Regions from separate parts of the Arachis hypogaea genome. Here region 2 is linked to region 1. The links are chromatin contacts, called in public Hi-C maps. All regions are on one chromosome and are shown on one strand. Each heading gives the region's core, a stretch centred on a gene start, on an enhancer-like site or on the middle of the called end of the contact. The rest is flanking DNA. Distances are from core to core; before and after follow the strand shown. Region 1 holds the start of LOC112778689. Region 2 holds the start of LOC112777542 (ethylene-responsive transcription factor ERF106).

Region 1 (6,510 bases), core at 3,913-6,412:
TAGACAATCTGTATTTTGTGAGTTCACTTATTTGGTTTATTTTTTTCTTCAATTTTGTATTTAGTTGTAGACACTATTATGGAGAAATCAACAGTCGCAAAATAATAGCAATTCAAATTTGGCATTTGAAAAAGAAACTTAGATGGCCATGGGCAAGATCGAGATAACGACACTAACTTATTCGTGAGGTTTCTAGGTCTAATGGCCCGTAGAGCAATGCTGTGTCCAATTTCAATTAGCAGATGGGATAAGATGTGTATCACCCTTACTATCAGAATGTCATACTTTCGGGTGCGCCACTTTGATAGCGGGGTATTATGACGACTCTCATATATTAAATAATAAGGTATGAACCTTTACGCGTAAACCTATTGATGGTTCTACTAGAAACTTAAAAACTTTCTAACAAGAACAAACAACACATATTCACATACTTAATGTTAATTATACATTATAGTATTACATACGAAAGCATTTACAAAACGTACCCCTCTAAATAAAACTCTAACTAACAAGGTGAGGGAAAAATAAATTCTAACAACTCAACTCCTAAACATAATCTTCTATGCTCCTTTAGCTCTGCACTAAACCTTTGTACGCTGAAAGGAGTGGAAATAGGGGATAAGAACTGGGGAGTTCTTAGTAGGGTCAAGGTGTATAGTTATGTTTATTTTATTACCATAGGCAACAGCAACGAGCAATAAAATACATTTAGATTTAACAAATAAATAACACAGAAATCAAACAATCATGTAGCACACCCACAATCACAGGAAACACACTCCCAAATAAATATGCACAAACAAGTATAATGCATGTCTGTCCTATGGTTAATGAGCTCATTTGTCGGTTATATAGCCAAATCCGACATGTCCGATAGCTAATCCGGACACTGTCTCTCTGTTGCGCATTAATACCATTAGAGAAAATACGTGCCCTGTCACCATTAGAGGGATTATGTGCCCTGTCACCATTAGAGGGAATAGGTGTCCTGTCACCCTTACAACCAGAGAGAAAATGCAGACATACTCATCATCAATCATCTTCATTTATCCTATTCATTCAATTTCATAATGTAAACTCAGTTTTCATCATTCTCCTTCCTCATCCCTTTCCCGGAGCAAATAGACAACACCACTGTATCTTACCCGGTAATTCAAATCTTAAATATCCACTTTGTGACATTCTCCAAAAACCTTCAAAACCATTTCACTTAAAACCAATTTTTCTTTCCAAACTCAACTCTTCTTTCAAAAGACAAAAGAATAATCATTTATTAGTTAAATCTCTCGGCAAGGCCTCTAGAATTTTAGGGGAGTGACAACTAATCTCATTTCAAAATCAAATCATTTAAACTCAAACATAATTCATTATTTTCTTAAATAAATCAAAATCAAATAATATAATTCTTCAATCCAAATTAACCAAAATAAAACTTCTCAAAATTTTTCTAAAAGTTTCGGCAGCGCCTCTCCTAAAACTCGGATCTTGTCACCCTTCTCGGTCCCATCCAACCCATTTCCAACAGCAAAATCATTTACAAAATCGAACCAATCCTAACATTAAATCTCTTTCAAAATCAAACCAACTCAAAATCCAATCGCTTCCAAAATCAAATCATTTTCTTTAATAATTCAAAATCAGCTAATATAATTCTTAAAACTTTTAAAAATTCATTTTAACCCCCAAATTTTTTAAAAATTACACTTTAATCACTAAACTTTTGAAAATTCTATTTTAACTCACAAACTTTTTTTTATTTAACTTCCAACCCCAAAAATCTTTCTTAATTATATTTTAGCCACAAAATAGTCAAAACATGAAGGTTTTATATTTTTCAAATAACCAAATCAAATTCATCAAAAGTTCATCAAAATTACTTGATTTTTAACTAGTTTTTCAACGATTTCGGTAACTGATTTTTCACAACTTTTAATTTAATCTCGCGGTCATCAAACCTCATCAAATTTATCTCGAAATACCACATCAAAACAGCCCCAAAATAATAAAAACACCCCAACTGGCTGTTCATACATAGCCGAACCAAAATCTCAAGCAAACAACAATAATTCAACAAAAAATCAACATAAACTTAATCAAATTCAAACAATAATCAATCAAACAAACATTCACTTATCAAATTTATAATTAATTATTATAAAATTATCAAACTTTACCTCCATGCAGAAATCACAACAACAGAAGCTTCAGGGAAGGTTTCTGAACGAGAAATTGAAGAAGAAAACGTCAAAATTGGCTACTCCACCTCCGAGGCTCCCTCGGCCGAACTTTGCATGGAGGGACAACAGCTCTACCATTAATTTCTCTCTGACAAAAGTGACGTCAACATGAGAAGAGGAAGATACGAACACTTTGAACGGATTAATTTTTTTATTGGAGTTACGGATCTCAAAAAATCAAGTTCAAAAGTTCATGGCATTCATGGAAGCACGTTCTTTTCTGATTTTCTCTCTCTCGGGTTCTCTTTCTTTTTCCTTCAAAAATGGATCATGCGGCTGAAGGATGATGACTAATTAGTGATGGTAACGAGGTGTCAAGGCATTAAATGAAGGGGGTTGAGTGTCACGGCATTAAGCTGCTCAGTCAACGGTTCATGTTATAAATAGGAGTACTATGAAAATTGAAAATTAAACGGATAACTATGAAAATTGAATATATTAAAACACAAGTAATTATATATATGAGTTACTAATATAAATGACATTAGTAACATAATGATTATAAGAATAAAAGATATACGATGAAGCGTTAGCAAAGCTAAGTTCACCGAAGAGTACCGACATTTACTCATATCGATGAATATCGAGCTTGATAATAATATTATTAACTAAACTCTATTTTTAAATTAGAAATATCAATTACTCAAATTAATATATATATAATTTTCATTACTTATAAACTATTAGAAGTATAATTTTAATTATGTAAAATATTTTATCATAGCAAAAACTTATATAAGAATATGAATTTAATTGAATTTAAATAGTTATAAAATTAATTTAATTACTTTTAATAAAATAATTTTTGAAAATAAGGAACTCCAATTAATAAAATAAATTATAACTTATTTATATTTAGATTTTAAAAAATGTGGATCGTTACAAGATGTCTGAAGATGACACAAAAAATAGTAGAACTACATTGAAGTAAGAATATATACTTTAGATATTTCAATATTTTCTTTTCATATTAAATTGGTCATTGATGGTAGTTTTAAGTTGTTAGTACGCTACTTGTTTGTAGTACTATATCTGCCTATGTTTGTTTCCTCCTATGTTTGTATACACTAATCTATTTTTTTTTTTTTTTGTATAGGAGCAAATATTAGAATATTTGCCTGAAGATCAAGAGCATATTGCAGTTGAAGGAGTTCTTTCTAAAGTGTTGGCTCATCCGAATGATACAATTGAAAAGGTCTTTGGTGCTAATAATGTAGGGTGTGTGCATGATTTTAGTAGTATTGTATATTCGGTAGGATTTGATAAATCTAAACATGTGTTTTGAGTTTGCAACTGGTGGAGTCTCCAACATATCTCAGCAACATATGATATATTTAGAAAAGTGGGTTGAAAATTAAAAAAAAAAAAGGGCAGATGAATATGAAGAAACCAAAATTCAGTTAGTAGTTCTGTATAAATTTTTGTTATCAAAATATGATGAAGTGTCTACTCTATTCAGTGACATGCCACACATTTAATTGGTGTATTTGATAAGTATTAGTTGAAAATTTAGGTAGATTTACTTTAGAAGACGTTAGAGTTTCTTTTATTTCTTATTATATAGAAAAAAAATATAGAAATTTAGACTTGAATTGTTATTATTATTTTATTTATATAAATAATAAATTTTAATTATTATGTCTTTCTTTTTCAATGCAATAAATGTCCAATTTGTGTATTTCAAAACTAAATTTGTTATTAATGTTATATATAAATATAATTTTAATATATTAAAACGGTTGAATTAGCCACAATCAAATTACGATAAAAGCTACAAATTCTAAAAAAAAAAAAAAATCAAAGTTAGTTACGAAAAAATCTAATTAATTAGTACAAATTAGCTACGGATGGCACGTAGAAAAATCAGAATTAGTCACGGAAATAATATGGCTAAATAATTCGATAGTAGCCACGAAAAAATAACGGCTAAAAAACACGACCCGCATAAATTAGCTACGAATAAAATGCGGTAAAATTATAATTTTTATTTGATTATTTTTATTTAACCATAGTATTAAGTGTGGAAAATAATGTATAAATTATGACTCTTCAAAAGTTTCTACAGTATTTAAAATTGTGACTTATAACACTAAAATTATGACAAACTGAGAATACAATCTTTTTATTAGCCATGAATATTTTTTGGTGACCAATATTTAATTGTACAGTTTTTATGGACTTTAGTCACGTTTTTTTTTCTATAGGTAAACCCTTTGTTTTTTTGTAGCTCTTATGAAAAGAATGAAAAAGAAAAGTAGTGAATTGGAAGTTTTTTGTTGAGAAAGAAAAGGGTTGAGAGGAAGAAAGGGGAAAAAAACCGTATATTAATAATTATTGGCTGATTTTAAAAAAAATATTGGTTAACATAATTTGGTTCCAAAATTTTCTCATTTTTTATATGACTATTTTTATTATTATCAAAATTTTAATTTATTATGGAACGAAAGAAAAGTAGTGAATTGGAATTTTTATTGTTGTTATTTTTATTTAATTTATAAATTAAAATATATTATTTTGATGATGGTGTGTGTTCAAAAATAAAATGAAAAATTCTAAAATTTATCAAAACTTTCTAAAAAGTAAAAACTGCATGTGTGAAGTAAATAATTTGCAATTTAGTTTAAAAATTTTGTCATCTTTTCTAAAAATTATACTATAACATTTGAAAAGTATTAAGAAAATGTGTCTTTTTAAGGAGCCAATGATTTATTTATATAATGTGTATAATAGACTATATGAGTTACAAAATGAACATTATCCATAATATTTAGAATAAGATATTAGAGATAAAGTCATTCATTTCAAAAGGATAAATTCTAATACTATATCATGAAACCACTCATCTAAAAAACTTATGTTAATAAAAAAAATAATACTAATAATTATATTTTTAATACTCCTTAAACCTCTATTGACTTTCCATACTTTTCCTAAGAAAATTACTCACGCTCATTCTCAGGTCTTGAATTGTAAATAGAAAACTTTTGAATAATAACGGTTTGGAAACCCTTACCTTTTTCCTTCCGCCGCCATCCTCGTCTCCGGCGCCGTTTGATTATCTGCCACCACGACCTCAGTTGCGCCGCCGCAAGAGCTTCGCCTCTCATCCACCACAATTGCGTAGGTTTTTTCATTAGACGCTGACTCTATTTGCTTCATTCTACTTCTTTTTTTTTTTTTCCTATTTGGCTTATGTAGTGATTGAACCTTAACTTAGCTTACTAATTAATATTGGCCGGTAGATTTATATCAAATTCTTAGTTTTTTTTTTTTTCTTTTTCCTTTTTTGGCTATTGTTTTGTTAAATTTTAAGCATAAGTTTCCAAAAGGCATTTTATTGGTACCTTTACGTAAATTAGAGTAAGAATGAATGGCATAATAGAGTGTTACTAAGATTACTAGAACCAATGGAGGTGTTTTGTTTCTATTGGTATGAGGTGAAGTATAGTTTTGAAATGAGTGTCTGGCAAACTTTTGTGATGGTTGTGCTTAATGTAGATTAAGTTCTTTTGAGTTTTGCGCTATCTTTCTTATTGATGGTAATTTTTATGATCTGGACTTCCATTTGGGATTAAATGTTTTTGACGCAACTTGAATTTTAGTGAATTCAGAGTTTGACATCGTTTTGATTCATCAGCATTATCATAGCACATAGGACATAGGTGCTGCAACTGCACTCTGCAAATGAAGTTTGCAGTGAAGAAAGCATTGAGTAGCAGTGGCGCTCGGGTGGGAGTACTCGAGGTGGGAAGCTGCCCGGCGCCAATCGAAACCCCCGCTCTTCTCCTGGCTACTCGAAAAGGCCTCCCTCACTTCATCTCCCCTGAGCTTCTCCCTTCTCTCCCATCGCCTGATTCCAACCTCCTTCAAGTTTCTCCTCTGCACTTGTAAGTTGTAGACACACTCATGTTCACAATCTTCGCATAATGCCCTCTCATTATTTTCTCTTGTCTACTTCTCTAGTTTGGAAGGACTCTCTACAACCACTATATCAAAAATAGGAGGCCTTCACCAAATGCTTGGTTTGAAACAACATGGAATTGCAGCTGTACCCAGGGATTCTATACAGTGCCTTCCTGAGTCCAAAGCAGCTACCAGACTTGGAGCTTCTTTCGAGACACCTTGTGGCCGTCTATTGGTAAATTTATTGCCACTTGGGTTTGAATATTGTCTTTATGATAGTACTGTATATCTTTCTAATTCTAAATTTTGACATGACCAGATTAAACCTAAAGATTATATTGAAATGATATCCTGCATGAAGCCAAAT
Region 2 (6,907 bases), core at 290-2,789, 180 kb before region 1:
CTTATCATGTGCCCTAATTCACACTTCAACTTCGATAAGGTTAAGTATTTGACTAAATAACTATTTCCTCTCACATCCAAGAAACCTTTTATTTATAATATATGTTACTTTAATATTTTGTTACATTCTTGAATACAAAAAGAAAAACGGAAGAAAATCTATCAAATTATAATACTAGTTAGAGAGCAATTATTCGGAGGAGGTGAAGCCCTAAAAGTCAAAGGCTTCTCTTCTCTTCTCATCTCATCTTGGTTAGATTTGGTTAATTGTCCAGTGAAAGAGTCTCCATTATTCAACTATAAGGGCCCCATGGTGTGATTTGATTTAAATACAGCAAGTTGAAGAATGATAAGGCTCCAGATGTACCCTTGTAAACAGCAATCTTTTCTTGATTGCGATCTTTTGTAGATAGTACAAACCATAACCAAAACCAACTTTTTGATGCCCCACTTTGTCTTAACGCAAGTTGCTGTTTCTAGCAACTCTTTGCAACACAACAGCTTACAAGTTGAGACTCTCGTAAATGGGTATCCTACCATCCTACGTAATCTACCATCCTTAAGTAAAAAATAATAAATTCTGATAGTCATTTAGTATTTTTCCTTCTAAAAAGTAAAAACTGATATTTAAAATAAAAAAATTAATCAACAAGATAACACATTTTTATTTAAGTAATATAAAACACTAAATAAAAAGCTAAATAAATGTGAAAAGAAAATATAATTTCTTAAATATTTTGTAAAACAATTATTATCTTTAAAATAACCAAACATAAAATATCCTGATTTATTATTCATCAGTTTCCCCCCTCTTTTCTCTTTGTTAAATGAAGATAGTCCATTGAAAGCACCTTGTGGACACAACAATTGATGAGGCTTGATATAGTTATTATATCATTTACGATATATATTGTCTTATATTGTTTAATTATATTAATCATTGTTTAAATTTTTCTTAGAATATTTTATCCCGAAAAATAAATCTTACTATGCTAATCATGATACTATTATTTTCTGTAAAGAAAAATTAACCAAAATTTATTATTATTATTATTATTCTAGATAAGGTTTAATATTCAAAAACTTAAATTCTTTGGCAGTAGTACGGCAAGATATTTATAATTATGTCTAAATCAATATTTTTTTTTTTTGGGTATAAATCAATAATAATTTGTTAATATTCAAACAAGTTGCTTATACAGTAACCAAAAAAACAAGTTGCATATACGTATCGGGCCCCATGACAAAGTACATAACCATGATCATCCAATAATTTGGATAAGATGCACTGTCTCTTAACGTAATATTTTTTTTTTAAAAAGAAAAAAAAAAAAACTCCCTAGTGAAATCCGTGTGCCATAAAAAAAGTCCATTTAATTTTCCTCAACAACTTGATGAGCTGATAACACTATCATCAATCAATTTATATCACAAAATGTGGGGACTGGAGTATTCTTATATGCATAAATATCATAGTTTCAATGCCACTTCTCTCCACACATTCCACAAATAAAAATCCAATTCAAACACAGATACACTATGACAGCATCTCAAGAAATTTCAAGTTTAGAACTCTTAAGGCAACATCTCTTAGGTGATAATAATAAAAATGCCTTAGATTCATACTTCACTAGCACCACCAATCTCATTCCTCTAGTGAAAATTGAAGAATTAGAACACCCTTTGGAATCACCAAAACTCGACTACCACCAATTCTTGGATTTGGATTCATATTTCTTTGAACAAAGTAGTAGTAGCTTTGATGCTAAGGAAGTCGCTGCTGATCAAAACAATGTCATTATTGCACAAAGCCCCTCGGAGGAGGAAATAATCAAGAATTCGGATACTTCGGTTGAACCAACAATGTTGGATTCTGTGGAAGAGAAGGTAGAAGCTACGTTTAGGCACTACAGAGGAGTAAGGAGAAGGCCGTGGGGAAAGTTCGCTGCTGAGATTCGCGATCCGGCGAGAAAAGGCTCGAGAGTGTGGCTAGGCACATTTGATAGTGAGATTGATGCTGCTAAGGCTTATGATTTTGCTGCCTTTAGGATGAGGGGTCAAAAAGCAATTCTCAATTTTCCTCTTGAGGCTGGTGAATCTGAACCAAAGCCTAATGTTTGTGGTAGGAAAAAGAGAAGAGTAGTGTAGAGAGAATTGATATTCAATTTCATCGAGTAATGTTATTTGAACATAATATTTTGTGAATGTTGTATTGATATATTTTTGTTTATTGTTACATAGAATGTGAACATGAACATATATCTGCCACAAATGTTATGTACAAATCTCATTTTTCAATGATTGCATTATCTTCTCCTTTTCAACTTTTATAGGTTATAGTCATTCTTTACTTTTGTTTGCTAAAGAAATGTGCAATATGTACTAAAATTTTCCATGAATGTGCAATTTAGTATTTTTGTGAAGTTTTCATTCACTATGAATGAAGAGCAACGTATTATGTGGATTAAATAATGTAACTATGTCCCTTGTTTCTTTTTAACTTGAAGCATACACCTAAAAAGCTAAAAAGATAGTATATCCTGTAATTGAGGAGGATAGAGTGAAGTTTCACTTGTTTCAGGTCCACATACCATAAGGGTGATTTCTAACTTCTAAGTTACTCTTAGATTTATCAACGATGTTGTTACTCCATAATATTTTACCCATGATTGTATGTTACATTGAATAGTAGTATGGGTTTTGCTTTCATTAAATAATTAATGCAATGTTTCCAGTATCTTTACAAATTTATAGAATAAATTATCATCTTTCATATATTACAGATTTCTGTAAAAATTTAAGTTATTCTCTGATATTTTCTGTTAGTCTATTCTTGACGGCCCTACTAAATAGGGTAGATTAATAAACAATTGGTACTGTATTAGCGCTCCTTCCTCTTTTATTTGGATAGAGTTATATATAAAAAAGAACTCTAATTTTCAGAAGATAACGAAGTAATTGCCAACTACTAATTTTCTTTGTGGGGCTATGCTACACGAGAGTCCATTGGCATGGGGATTTTTTTTCTTTTTTTTGTTTTTTACTGTATCTCTTAGTTCGACAGACCAAGAATTAATCCGTTGTGGGCCATTTGCTGCATGCATAAAGCAAAATTCGAACTCTGACACTTGTTTAAGCAGACTAGTGAACTAATTATCGGACCAATCCAACTTGGTTGGCACGGACATTTTTAATTATGGATAGTGCGGATTTGGATTTTTCGGGCAAAAGTAAAAGAAGCTATAAATTCTCCATCAGATTACTTTATACTCTTTTTTTTCAATTTTTAAAACAATTACTTAAAAACAGATTTTGTTTTTAAGTTTATCTAAACAAATTTGGAGAATCTATCAAAAAGTCACCCATATAAAAAGGGGCTATAATTTAAGGTGGATATTTTAATAAATATTTTATAATTATTTTTATGTGAAGTTATTTTTTATTATTATATGATGAATTGTAGAATTTGATTTTGATATGTAATAAAAATATTATCTTTATTTAAAATGTAACTAAACAAATAACTCACACTTTTAATACAAATATTTTTATGTGAAGATATTTTAACATTTTTATAGAGTAAGTGCTATAATTTAAAACTCTAACCCTAATTCATCGAAAACGTAAGGAAGATATTCATCTACTACGTTGCAATTGGCAAGTTTATGATGGATATGAATTTTTTAAATGATGCAATAGGAAAAAGAGGAACAAGAGATAGCCCAGAAAGTGGCCTTGTATCAAAGTCAGTTCCTCTGAAGAAGAAGATAGTGCTCTCCCTCTTGATGAAGAAAAAGTTGTTGAGGATACAAAAGATGATGATTCTGATTCTTCGAATGAATATGTATGGGATCGGAGTTCCCTAAGCATTTCGTAAGTAATGAAAAAACTCGTTTGCAACGAAGACAAGTTATTGCAAGCAAGGGATTTGATGAAACAGAGTAGAAAAAAGTCAGGCGACCTACCAGGAATTTGCGGACTGGCTTGTGTTTTGCTTGGTTTAGTTCAACCTGATAGAAAATAAGTTTAGGCTCAAACTATTTTAAAAGTCTAAATTTTTAATAGGCTATGTTGGAATGAATTATTTTATTAATCTAGGTCATCCATATTAAATTTTTAAAAATATATTATAATGCAAAAGTGTATCTTTACTTATAGAAATTAGAAACTAAAAATCAGAAATTGATGTAAGGGTTGTTTCAGTCTTTCTCAACCAAAACCTTCTGTATTCCTGGGTGGTTGAATTGCAACTTCTCTGATAGGGAAATAGTTGCTGAGGCAGCTTTTGGTATATTGGGGACCGAAACCCTAGAGACACTATTTATATTTGAGCATGGCACCCATTAAACCCTAAATCCCAAATAAAAATGGTATCTAAAATCTAAAAAATAATATATCTAAAATTCAAAAGATAATTATCTAAAGTCCAAAAGATAATATCTGATTTTGTTCTTATTTAATTCCAAATAAAAAATAATTATGATTTATTCAATTTAGTATTTATAACAATAAATGAGATCACCATTATATAAGTCATTTAATTTGAAATAGCATAATTTGTGATTATAATTAATATATGTATTACCCACAAACAAATTAGAAAATTAAATAATTTCCTAACAACCTCCCACTTGGGCTATACATATATTCTTTCTTGACATAATCACATTTTATAAACTTTATACGCGCATCTGAATGCTATTTCCCTTATTACATTAACAATCTGGTCCGTCTCATATATTAGATATGGAATCACCGCAGCTTTTATTACATTAATGTCGTGACTGAACCACGACAATCACCATCCTAATATAATTAACGACATAGATCAAATTTGGATGAGTAATATAGAAATTACATGTCAAGTGATCTCATGCATGTCTATTTCCAACTAGTCCAACTTTAAAACTTTATTGAGATCAAACACAAAACAAATATTACAAAATGAACATTTCACATAACATGAAATAAACCATCAACTTAATTCTGCAGAAAATAATTCAATATCTGTCATAGGACATATAGTATAAAATAAACTCCCACTAAATCAAGGCATCACAAATATTGACACCCATCCGAGTAGTGTGCTCATGAAAGACATTAGGGATCAATCCCTTGATTAATGGGTCTGCTAGCATATACTCTATTCCTATATATTCTATTAAAATCTGTTTTTCTTGAACTTTCTCCTTGACAACTAAGAACTTGATGTCTATATACTTCAATTTTGTCAAGCTCTTATTGTTATTGGAGTATAGTACTGTTGACTTGTTGTCACAGAATATCTTCAATGGCTTTTCAATGTCATCTACTATATGAAGTTCAGTGACAAAGTTTCACAACCATATGTCATGTTTGGATGCCTCAAAGCAAGCAATGTATTCTGCCTCCGTTGTTGAGGAAGCTACAAGAGTCTGTTTGTTAGACTTTCATGCAATAGCTCCTCCAGCCAAAATAAAGATACAGCCTGAAGTAGAGCGTCTACTATCTTAGCATCCCGCAAAATCGGAATCAGAGTACCCAATGATCTCCAAATTTTTTGATCTCTGATAAGTAAGCATGTAATCATTTGTTCTCTTTAGATAACGCATTACGCGTTTAACAATTATCTAATGATCCATGCTCGGATTGCTCAAGTATCTACCCAACACTCCCACTATAAATGATATATCAGGACATGTGCAGACTTGAGCATACATTAAGCTCCCTAGTGCTGATGCGTAAGGTTTATCATGCATTGTTGTCCTCTCAAGATCATTTTTAGGGCATTGCTTGAGACTGAACTTGTCTTCTTTAGCTACGAGTGTGTCCATTGGTCTACAAATTTTCATGCCATATCTACTTAAAATCTTTTCGATATAGTTCTTTTGTGATAATCCAAGCATACCTTGAGAGCGATCTCTTAGTATCTCGATTCCTAATACAAAAGAGGCATCACCAAGATCTTTCATTTCAAATTTGTTCGATAGAAATTTCTTAATTTCATGCAACAAGCCTATATCGTTACTGGCAAGTCAAATGTCATCAACGTATAAGACCAAAAAGATGTATTTACTCCCACTGAACTTGCGGTATACACACTCATCTATGATATTTACCTCAAAACTATATGAGGTAATGACTTGATGAAACTTGTGATACCATTAACGGGAAGCTTGTTTGAGACCATAGATGGATTTCTTTAACTTACAAACCATAGATTTTGAATCGCCTGATACAAAATTGTTTGATTATACCATATACATCGTTTTATCAATGTCACCATTGAGAAACGCTGTCTTTACATTCATCTGATGTAGTTCCAAGTCAAATTGAGCTACTAGTGCCATTATGATTCTAAAAGAGTCTTTCGATGATACCGGAGAGAAAGTATCTTTATAGTCTATGCCTTCCTTTTGAGTAAAGCTTTTAGTGACTAGACGAGTTTTATATCTCTCGACATTACCCTTAGAATCTCTTTTGGTTTAAATATCCATTTACAACCAATTGGTTTTACACCTTCAGGTAATTTTATGAGATCCCAAATGTCATTGTCTTTCATAGACTTCATCTTTTCTTTCATGGCATTGATCCACTTTTCAGAGTTAGAACTTTTCATGGCTTGAAGAAAATTGATTGGGTCATTTCCTGTCAAACCAATGCCATCCTCATATTCTTGGAGATAGACTGCATATTCATCTGAAATTGCACTTCTCTTTTCTCTGTTGGATCTCCTTAATGGCACTTCTTGAGGTTGTTGAGCTTGCTGTATGGGTTGGGGTTGAGGAGGATTCTCATTATTTTTCTATGCTGTAGCAGTATCTTGAGCAACAATGATATTCTCATTGTTCTCTTGTATTGTAACTGGATCTACAATATGATTCTCATTGTGCTCTTGTACTATAACTATTTCTTGAACAATAATAGGT

Evidence for each region. Hi-C and Micro-C count contacts between places; a contact is called where the count stands out from the background.
Region 2: a Hi-C map of leaf shows a contact between it and region 1, with 2.7 times the contacts expected there. The contact joins the promoter of LOC112777542 here to the promoter of LOC112778689 in region 1. A contact is called at or near these places in 2 of 8 Hi-C or Micro-C datasets (both in leaf).

Annotation. Positions count from the first base shown.
Region 1 is chr19:135,850,357-135,856,866 of arahy.Tifrunner.gnm2.J5K5, reverse strand. LOC112778689 reads left to right here and starts at 5,162. Exons shown (of 11, transcript XM_025822984.3): 1 at 5,162-5,360; 2 at 5,878-6,127; 3 at 6,204-6,378; 4 at 6,463-6,510. The coding sequence starts at 5,925.
Region 2 is chr19:136,026,891-136,033,797 of arahy.Tifrunner.gnm2.J5K5, reverse strand. LOC112777542 (ethylene-responsive transcription factor ERF106) reads left to right here and starts at 1,539. Exons shown (of 1, transcript XM_025821945.3): 1 at 1,539-2,422. The coding sequence starts at 1,539. The coding sequence ends at 2,147. LOC112776831 (ATP-dependent 6-phosphofructokinase 4, chloroplastic) reads left to right here. Exons shown (of 15, transcript XM_072227050.1): 15 at 1-2,422.